Regions from separate parts of the Mus musculus genome. Here all the other regions are linked to region 3. Evidence: chromatin contacts called from public HiChIP or PLAC-seq data. All regions are on one chromosome and are shown on one strand. Each heading gives the region's core, a stretch centred on a gene start, on an enhancer-like site or on the middle of the called end of the contact. The rest is flanking DNA. Distances are from core to core; before and after follow the strand shown. Region 1 has its middle 25 kb from the start of Tpd52. Region 2 holds the start of Tpd52 (tumor protein D52). Region 3 has its middle 21 kb from the start of 4930539M17Rik.

The links. HiChIP or PLAC-seq counts read pairs in DNA pulled down with a chosen protein or histone mark.
Region 1: an H3K27ac HiChIP or PLAC-seq map of embryonic stem cells shows a contact between it and region 3, with 7 read pairs. The contact joins two enhancer-like sites. A contact is called at or near these places in 2 of 115 datasets of contacts at active chromatin or transcription factors (embryonic stem cells and microglia) and 1 of 9 other capture datasets (adipose tissue).
Region 2: a contact with region 3 is called in an H3K27ac HiChIP or PLAC-seq map of embryonic stem cells, with 13 read pairs. The contact joins the promoter of Tpd52 here to the enhancer-like site in region 3. A contact is called at or near these places in 1 of 39 promoter capture datasets (macrophages), 1 of 15 datasets of contacts at CTCF or cohesin (large pre-B cells), 8 of 484 Hi-C or Micro-C datasets (Th2 cells, bone marrow-derived macrophages, embryonic stem cells and 2 more), 7 of 115 datasets of contacts at active chromatin or transcription factors (craniofacial prominence, embryonic midbrain, embryonic stem cells and 2 more) and 3 of 9 other capture datasets (adipose tissue, liver and pancreatic islet).

The regions. Positions count from the first base shown.
Region 1 is chr3:8,987,437-8,990,136 of GRCm38.p6, forward strand. It overlaps a transcript of Tpd52 not described here. Among named protein-coding and RNA genes, the nearest start is that of Tpd52, 25 kb to the left of the region's middle. Within about 2 kb of position 1,310, at least 59 of the 459 cell types and tissues checked have an H3K27ac peak or open chromatin away from gene starts, as enhancers often do. A contact at or near this core is called in embryonic stem cells, where this site is marked.
Region 2 is chr3:8,962,882-8,965,581 of GRCm38.p6, forward strand. It overlaps Tpd52 (tumor protein D52), which reads right to left and starts at 1,265. Exons shown (of 6, transcript NM_001025262.2): 1 at 966-1,265. The coding sequence starts at 1,101.
Region 3 is chr3:9,081,397-9,084,096 of GRCm38.p6, forward strand. No RefSeq gene overlaps it. Among named protein-coding and RNA genes, the nearest start is that of 4930539M17Rik, 21 kb to the left of the region's middle. Within about 2 kb of position 1,440, at least 15 of the 459 cell types and tissues checked have an H3K27ac peak or open chromatin away from gene starts, as enhancers often do. A contact at or near this core is called in embryonic stem cells and trophoblast stem cells, where this site is marked.

The sequences.
Region 1 (2,700 bases), core at 60-2,559, 94 kb before region 3:
ATCCTTACGGAGTTAACGGCAAGTAAAAAGCATGGCACCTAGCATGATGTCAGACGCCAGACATGATGCCAGACGCCGGAAGTGACGGCAGACGCCGGAAGTGACATCCTTGTATCAGTACTTTGAGGTGATGCCAAGTCTCCAGGCAAGCAGCTTTCTGTATAAACAAGAACCCTGTGTCTCAGTTACTTCAAAGCAGAATGCTGCAACTCTGGGGTTTCTGGGGCACCTTCTGAAACATATCTGATTAGCATTAATAGTTTAAAGAAGGAAAAAACAAAATCTTCCCTGTCAACCTGACACACACAAATCTGGACGTATCTGGGAAGTAGGATTGTGAGTTGAGTTGTGGCTATCAAACTTGCCTATAGTCAAGTCTGTGGGTCATTTTCTTAGTGACTGATAGGGGAGATCTCCTAGGTAGGCGGGCTTGGGTGCATAGAGCATGCTGAGTGAGATGATAAACATCACTCCTCCCCCAGTCTCTGCTTCAGTTCCTGCTTCCAGGTTCCTGCCTCGACTTTCCTCAGTGATAAACGTGGAAATGTAAGATAAAATAAACTGTCAGGTGTGGAGGACCACATCTTTAATCCCAGCATTTAGGAGGCAGACACAGAATGTCTGGGAATTCAAGAACCAGCCTGGTCTATAGAATTCCAGGACAGCCAGGACTATGTAGCGACCCTGTCTCGAGAAAAAGGAAGAAAGGGGAGAAAGGGGAGAAAGGGGAGAAAGGGGAGAGAGAGAAAGAGAGAGAGAGTGAGAGAGAGAGAAAGGGAAGGAGGGGAAGGGGAAAGGAAAACCTTTTGTTAGAGAAGCAGGGAAGAGAACAGCCTACCGAAGTTGGATGCACCCTAACATAACTGACAAGGTCACGTGAGCAGAAATAAGCCACAGAAGCACCAAGGCAGGAATACAAACCTTTTATGAAAATAGCCGGGCTGGCAAGATGGCTTAGTGGTTAAGACTGCTCTTCCGAAGGTCCCGAGTTCAAATCCCAGCAACCACATGGTGGCTCACAACCATCCGTAACGAAATCTGATGCCCTCTCCTGGAGTGTCTAAAGACAGCTACAGTGTACTTACATATAATAAATAAATAAATAAATCTTTAAAAAAAAAAGAAAGAAAGAAAATAGCCTTCCTCAACACCATTCTTCAAAAGAATGTTCATCATACTGCAGACCTCAGAGGATGTCAGAGGGTGTCTTAGGAGACAAAAGGCAAGCACAAGCAGGTTCCAGGTTCCCTTTGAACGCAGGAAATCTGATCCTTGAAGGACGGCCAAACAAAGCACCCAGTGTTTCAGGGAAAGGCCTGTGATTAAGAACTTGAACATTGACCTGACAGGGTGTGTGCAGGAGAGGGAGAGAAATGTAGTGAGTGGAGAAAATGACTTTTATTAGCATGGTCTGAAGCTTCTGTTAGCACCTCTACCCCTTGCTGTACACGTACAGCCAACCCAAGAGTAGGAGAAGTGTTTAAGCATGCTGAGGTTTCAGTAAGACACTTAAGGCTGTGAGTTGAAGCAGGAAGGTCCCCCACCAGCTTCGTTTTAAATGCCTGCTCCCAGTCTGTGACTCTATTTTAAAGGGCTGTAGAAACCTTAGAAGGTGACCTTGCTGGCAGAAGTAGGCCATCTGGTTCCTGCCTCACTTCCTCCTCCTGATAGAGGAGCCTGCCTGCCCCTGTCCCTCGGCTCCCCTACAGGAAGGATCAAAATGCTCTGAAACTGTGAGCCTAAGTAAATAAACAAACTTTCTTCATGTAAGTTGACTCTGCCAAGCATTTTGGCCACAGTGGCAGAAAAGTAAACTGATATGCTTAATTAATTGATAAAATATGAAATTTTTAATTTTATTCACTTATATATAAACATAAGACTATATTGTAAATTACATATAAATATATAAATTTTATATATTGCATATAATAAAATACAATGTTATACATAAAATATATTGTATTAATTAATTCTAAAATTAATATTCTTGATTTATTTAAATAAATTTGCATAAATAAAGGTTTTAAAATATGATTTCCTATTAAATGCATTATTGCTATGCTTTCCTATCTGTTTCTATACAACAGATACAGATAACTCATGGTGAAAACGGAAAAGAGGTGAAGAGTAACTTCCTAGAAGCAAGCAGATCAGGAGTTCAAGTCCAGCCAGAGCTATATAATGAATCTGAGGCCAGATTTGACTCTATAAGACATCACCACCTCCACCACCACCGTAACCAGCACTAACACACAAAAAAATACATGAAATGCAACTGCTTTGATTTTCTAATGCCCACAAGGTCAGCCATCCTAACATGGAAGGTGAAAACTGCTCAATGGTAGAACCAGCAGCAAGTTTGCTGTCTCCCTAGGGAAAATCCTTCCTCAGCAGCTGGAGAGACGCACAGAGCCTCCTCTGCACTGGCCCATCCTTTTTGCCCTTTCCCCACTCCTAGGCCTCAGAACTTCTCTCTCCAAAACAGCACCAGCAAAATTTGCTCCACTGGTAACATTAATAGATAACTCAGAATGCCAAGGCCAGATCCCTTAAGATTCGGTTTCTGGACTGGGAGATGCCTGGGTCAGCAAAGGGCGTGCCCTGGCAGTCCGAGGATCTGAGTAAGACCCCCCCCCCCACTCTGATGTAAAAAGCTGGGTGGGCATGCTAGCGCATACATGCTAGCATACATGCTAG
Region 2 (2,700 bases), core at 15-2,514, 120 kb before region 3:
GGAAGTGTGAAAATGAGAAGAAAAATGCTTTTCCCATGCCCTGTCTCCCACAGACATTACTAACAGCTTCCAACTTCTAGAGGGCAGTGTTAGCCTGAAACTATCAACATATGTGGGTTTCTGAAAATCCAGACTATACCTCAAAGGTGGCTGCTATAACCAAGCACTGAAGCATGCTGTGTTAGCACACACCTGTGCCCTGCAAACGTCCAAACCCCCAGCAGCTTGGATCAGAGGTGCCACAGTCTGTCCTTCACTGTCTTCTAGGTTTCCCAAGCTCTACTGTTTAAAAAGAACAAAACGTAACCAATTCTCCACAGTAAGGAAATAATTAACTTCTTCTGGGAAAGCCAAGTTGCTTCCTTGACTCTGACAGAGGAGTTCATTAAGCCATCTCCTCTTCTTGGCAAGCAATAGGATCCTTCCTGCAAGCTGGGAAGGAGGCTGTCCCCACTTCTGCTGGACCCTATGTGGGGATCAATTCAGACTGTCACAGCCTGGTTTCCGCCTTGTGAACAAATCCGTGTCCCACATGGGAAGAAACAGCTGCTTCCAAAGGTGTGGTGGTTTTTCATTTTCCCTTTTGGAAACTGTGAGGTGTACATAGCTATTTGTCTACATGGCTTTTGGTCTCCCAAGGGAAAACCCAAGCCTATCTTCACCTTGATACTTGTGGTGTTATTGTAGCACACTCACCAGGCCCTTGAGTGTGGTGAACGGTTTTGAATGCCTAAGCATCCTTTACTAAGACACTGCCTAGGCAGATTTTAAAACTGTACCCACTATTTGACCCCAAGACCCTCCGTGTCATTCACCATCACCGCACATCCACAGACCTCTAAGGAGCATAGAAACAGACGGTGCCAACTTTAAAATTCATTGTCCCACTCTAAACAGTTAACAACCAAAAATAACTTCCCATGTTGAAGAACACAGCAGAGGGAACTCACTACACAAATAGTTACCAACGTTCTGTGTAGGTGAACCAGGCGGCGAGGTGTTCCCGCTTGGAGAGAGGTAGAGGTAGTTCTTGTTCACTCCAGAATCAAAATCAAAGGGGGATTGGTAATCATCAGCCAACTCCATATCTCTGCACTCCATGCTAGCTGAAGGCAGCGAGCAAGGCGAGCATGGCGCTGCGGCAGCCTGGGAGCCCCGGGCTGAGGGAGATCCGGCTGACCTGTGCAGCCCAGGTGAGAAGAGGAACCGGGCTTAAAGCCCCGCCCAGCTCCGGCCCAGAGGAACCGGGCTTAAAGCCCCGCCCAGCTCCGGCCCAGAGGAACCGGGCTTAAAGCCCCGCCCAGCTCCGGCCCCGGCGTGGCTCCGGCTCCCACGAGCAGGTCTGTAGTGACTCCTCCCTTAGGAGGGCCCTAGTCACCACCTGTCGCTAATTCACTGAACAAAGAATAACCGGGGCAGAGGGAGTGGCCTTCCCTCTGTACACAAAGGAGGCCCCCCACTCTGGAGCCCCATTCAGTTGTACAAACACTAGACACTAGCAGGAATATTGTTTAAAATACAACTTTTTTAGACCGGTCATCTGACCACATCGTCGGCGGGGCAGACTTAATCTTCTAGGACAAGAGAGGATTATCTGTCAGTAATCTCCCCGAAAATGCCATCTGGGTGATACTTTTCTTGCACCCTATATTATACAGGATTCTGAGAGCTTGGCATCCCGTGTTTAGCAAGCAGCCTTTTAAGCAGAACCTAATACAAAAATAAAGCTAGACCCATCATCCTTTTTTTTTTTTCTAAAGCAGAATCTGAATAACTGTCAAACAATTTTAAACTGACTCTTTGGAAGAATGAGGTTTTCATAGGAAGTAGCTGGAAGGTGCAGGCAGCTCCCACCGCTTCCGGGGTGGGGGGTGGGGGGGCTGAAACTCCCACAGCTGGGGGCAGGGGGTGTTTCAGCTCCTTTGTTTAAGCAAAGTCAGGCATGCCCTCAGGGCTCTACAAAGAACTTGTTTCTTTGGCACACCCTCCAGGCAGAAAGGGAGCTGGCTGGTAAAACTTTACAATCACCAAGTCCACTTCCTCCATCCCAGGCCTCCAGAGACCCTGCTCATGCTCTCTCCATGGCTATTGCTGTGACCCAACAGCGCTTGCAGGCCCTTGGTGGAACTAAGTTAAAAGGAGGAAATAGGTCAAGCCAGGCATGGTGGCTCATGCCATAATCACATTACTCAGAAACCTGAGACAGGGGGATTGCCATGAAGCTAGCTGGGACTTCAATGAGAGACCCCATCTCAAAAACACAAAAACAATACATAATCTCTGGAATCTATTTATAGTCTCTGAAATGTAAGGCCTGAGCTTTCTATTGTGTTGTTTGTGTGGGCTCGAGTTCATGTCAGTAGGAGTCAGAACAGGTTGACAGAATCCCCTAGGACCAACACGCAGTTATGACGCACTATATGAAGTCAGGGAACTGAACCTGGGTCCTCTGTAAGAGCAGTAAACAATCTTAACCCAGGGCCATCTCTCCAGCCCCCAAAAGCAAACCATTTTAATGATGAGCAGAAATTCCAGTGTATGACTAGTCTTCAAAATCTCTAAGATGATCCATATTCATCTCAATTTATGACTGATTCTCGTTTCTGTTCTTTTTAGGTAGTCGTGTGTACTCTAGGGAATGCCTTTGTCTAATTTAAACTTTTTGAGAATTTATTTTTAACAAAAATATTTATAGTTTCC
Region 3 (2,700 bases), core at 190-2,689:
CCGTGACCCGCGGAGGCTCCTTCAGCATCTCTGCTCAGTGGGCATCCTAAGGCTGCATCCACCTCAAGTTGCAATGGCTGTTATGAGTTCCTGATTCATTTACCTGCTTTCTGTTTATTTAAAAAATATTTATTGACCCTTTATAATATAAACTACAATGTAGTGTAATATAAAACTTGACGGGTTCTCCTAGACACCCTCGTCTCTCTCCCACGTCCATCATGTAAGCAGAAATGGAGAAAAGGAGAGGGAGGAACTTTGTCTGTTTCTTCATGGGTCCATTCTCAGTGAGTCTCACCCTGCCTGTCCTTTGTTCCTTCCATACATTTGTGTATGGTGCCTGCAAAGCACCCAGTTGGAGTACTTGATTTTGAAGAAGATGGAGGCTAGTTGTGTCATACAGAGGTGCTGAGACACTGAAAATGTCCCCTGGTCTTCTCTCTTTCCTTTTCCCGTCCCTTCCGTTCTTTCTCCATCCCTCTGTATTGCTCTGGCAGGGTCTCATGTAGCGTAGGCTGACCTCAGAGTAGCTATGTAGCTGAGACTGACCTGGGCTCCTGATTCTCCTGTGCCCCAGGTGCTGGGATAACAGGCAAACACAACCACGTCTGGCATGGCCTTTCCTTTGAAGGCATTTTAGAGACACCCTCTCTGGCGTCTCAGTAATTCCCTGTCTCTCTCTGACTATTCCATAAAGACTTTCAAAGCAGGGCTGAGCCCACTTTTGGCAAGTCTCTTACCTTTGTAAGCCTGACTTCAGTGTGCTGGGAAAGGTGACTTTAGGAATCTCGTGACTGTTGGTGCCTGGGGCGGAAGCAGATGTTGAAAGGGCAGGTGGGGGTTCAGGAATGGAGGCGCCCTGAGACACGTAGCTTCTTTCACAATCTGGCCCGGGGCTGGCTGATCCTGTGATTGGGTGTCTCAGCCAAGAATGTCCCCAGAATTCCAAGTCACTTTTAGACGCCATTTCCCTGTCCTGTGGCTCCAAGTCAGCAGATAAAGTGGATTTACAAGCAGAAAGAGAGCAGGCTCACAGAGCAGTTCTGCTGCAGAGCGGGAGAAGTGGGGGGGGGGGGGGGGCGGGGGGCGGGGACGACTTCCTCTCCGGTCTTTCGGGTTAATGGCTCTCAAATACGCAACTGGGTGTGGCACTTGGGAGGCAGAGGCAGGAAAAACTGTCGAGTTTGAGAAGCCAGCCTGGTCTACAGAGTGAGTTTCAGGACAGCCAGGACTAAAAAGAGAAACTCCATTTTAAAAAAAAATGTTTTTTAAAGTCACGAAACAACAACAACAACAACAACAAACCCCAACAACTCAGAGTTCCTTCCTTCTTGCATTCTAAGCAAAACTCAAACAAACTGAGAAAGTTTTGTTGAAATCTTCTGTGCCATTTTTATCTTCCCCCACCATTTTGTAACATGAAAGAGGAAGCCTTTTATGTTCACGGCAGTAATATTATTCTAGTCTTGTTAAGTTATCTTATTTTTGAAATGGCATTTTGCTATGTATTCTGGGTAAGCCTGGGCTTACTCTGTAGCCCAGGTTGTATGTGGACCCTGCTGCTTCAGACTTTCCAGCGATGAAGCCGGGCGTGGTGGCGCACGCCTTTAATCCCAGCACTTGGGAGGCAGAGGCAGGCGGATTTCTGAGTTCAAGGCCAGTCTGGTCTACACAAAGTGAGTTCCAGGACAGCCAAGGCTATACAGAGAAACCCTGTCTCTAAAAAACAAAACAAAATAAAACAGGCTTCCCAGCGATGGAAGTACAGGAGTGAGCCGGCATCCCCAGGCAGCAATCTTCAATCTATCCCATTCATGAGGGATGTCTCACACCTCGTTTTGCTTTGGTTTTTCCGAGACAGAGCTTCTTCATGTAGCTCTGCTGTCCTGGAACTTGCTCTGTAGACCAAGGTGGCTTTAAACTCACAGAGATCTTTCTGTCTCTGTCTCCCAAGTGATGAGTTCACAGGTGTACGCCAGCACCACCCAGTCTTATAGCCCCATTTATGGGAACGAACACCACTGTCCTGCAAGGACTAGCTAATGTCTGGAGGTCGTGCTGGCAGCAGGTTCGTGGGCACTCCATATCTCCAGTTTAGCCAGACACAGGTGGAGTGGGTTAGTTGGAAAATGGCTTCTATATTGAGCACATGCAAACGTTTTGCTGGTTGTGATCTCCTGTGCAGTACAGTATAACGATATTTGTATTCTGTTAGGCAAGCATGAACCCGAGATCCCAGCACTCCGGAGGCTGAGGTGAGGAAGGAGGCCCTAGGATTTAAGTCTAGCCTAAGCTACGTCAGAGAGACCCTGTCCCCAGCTCTGTAGCGCGCTTACAAGGTGGAGGCAGGGAGTCATCAACTACACAGTGAGTTTCAGGCCCACCTAAATCATATGGGACCCTACCACAAAAATCCAATAAATAGCCCTGGGTGGTAGTGCACATCTTTAATCTCATCACTAGAGAGGCAAAGGCAGGTAGATCTCTGTGATACAGAGGCCAGCCTGGTCTATACAGCTAGTTCTAGGCCAGCTAGGGCCACATAGTGAGACCCTGTCTCAAAAAAAAAAAAAAAGAAAGAAAGAAAAGAAAAAGAAAAGAAGAGAAGAGAAGAGAAAAGAAAAAAGAGGAAAGAGAAAAGAAAAGAGAAAAGGAGAGTGGGAGGGGAGGGGAAGGAGGAGGGGGAAGAGGGAGGGGGAT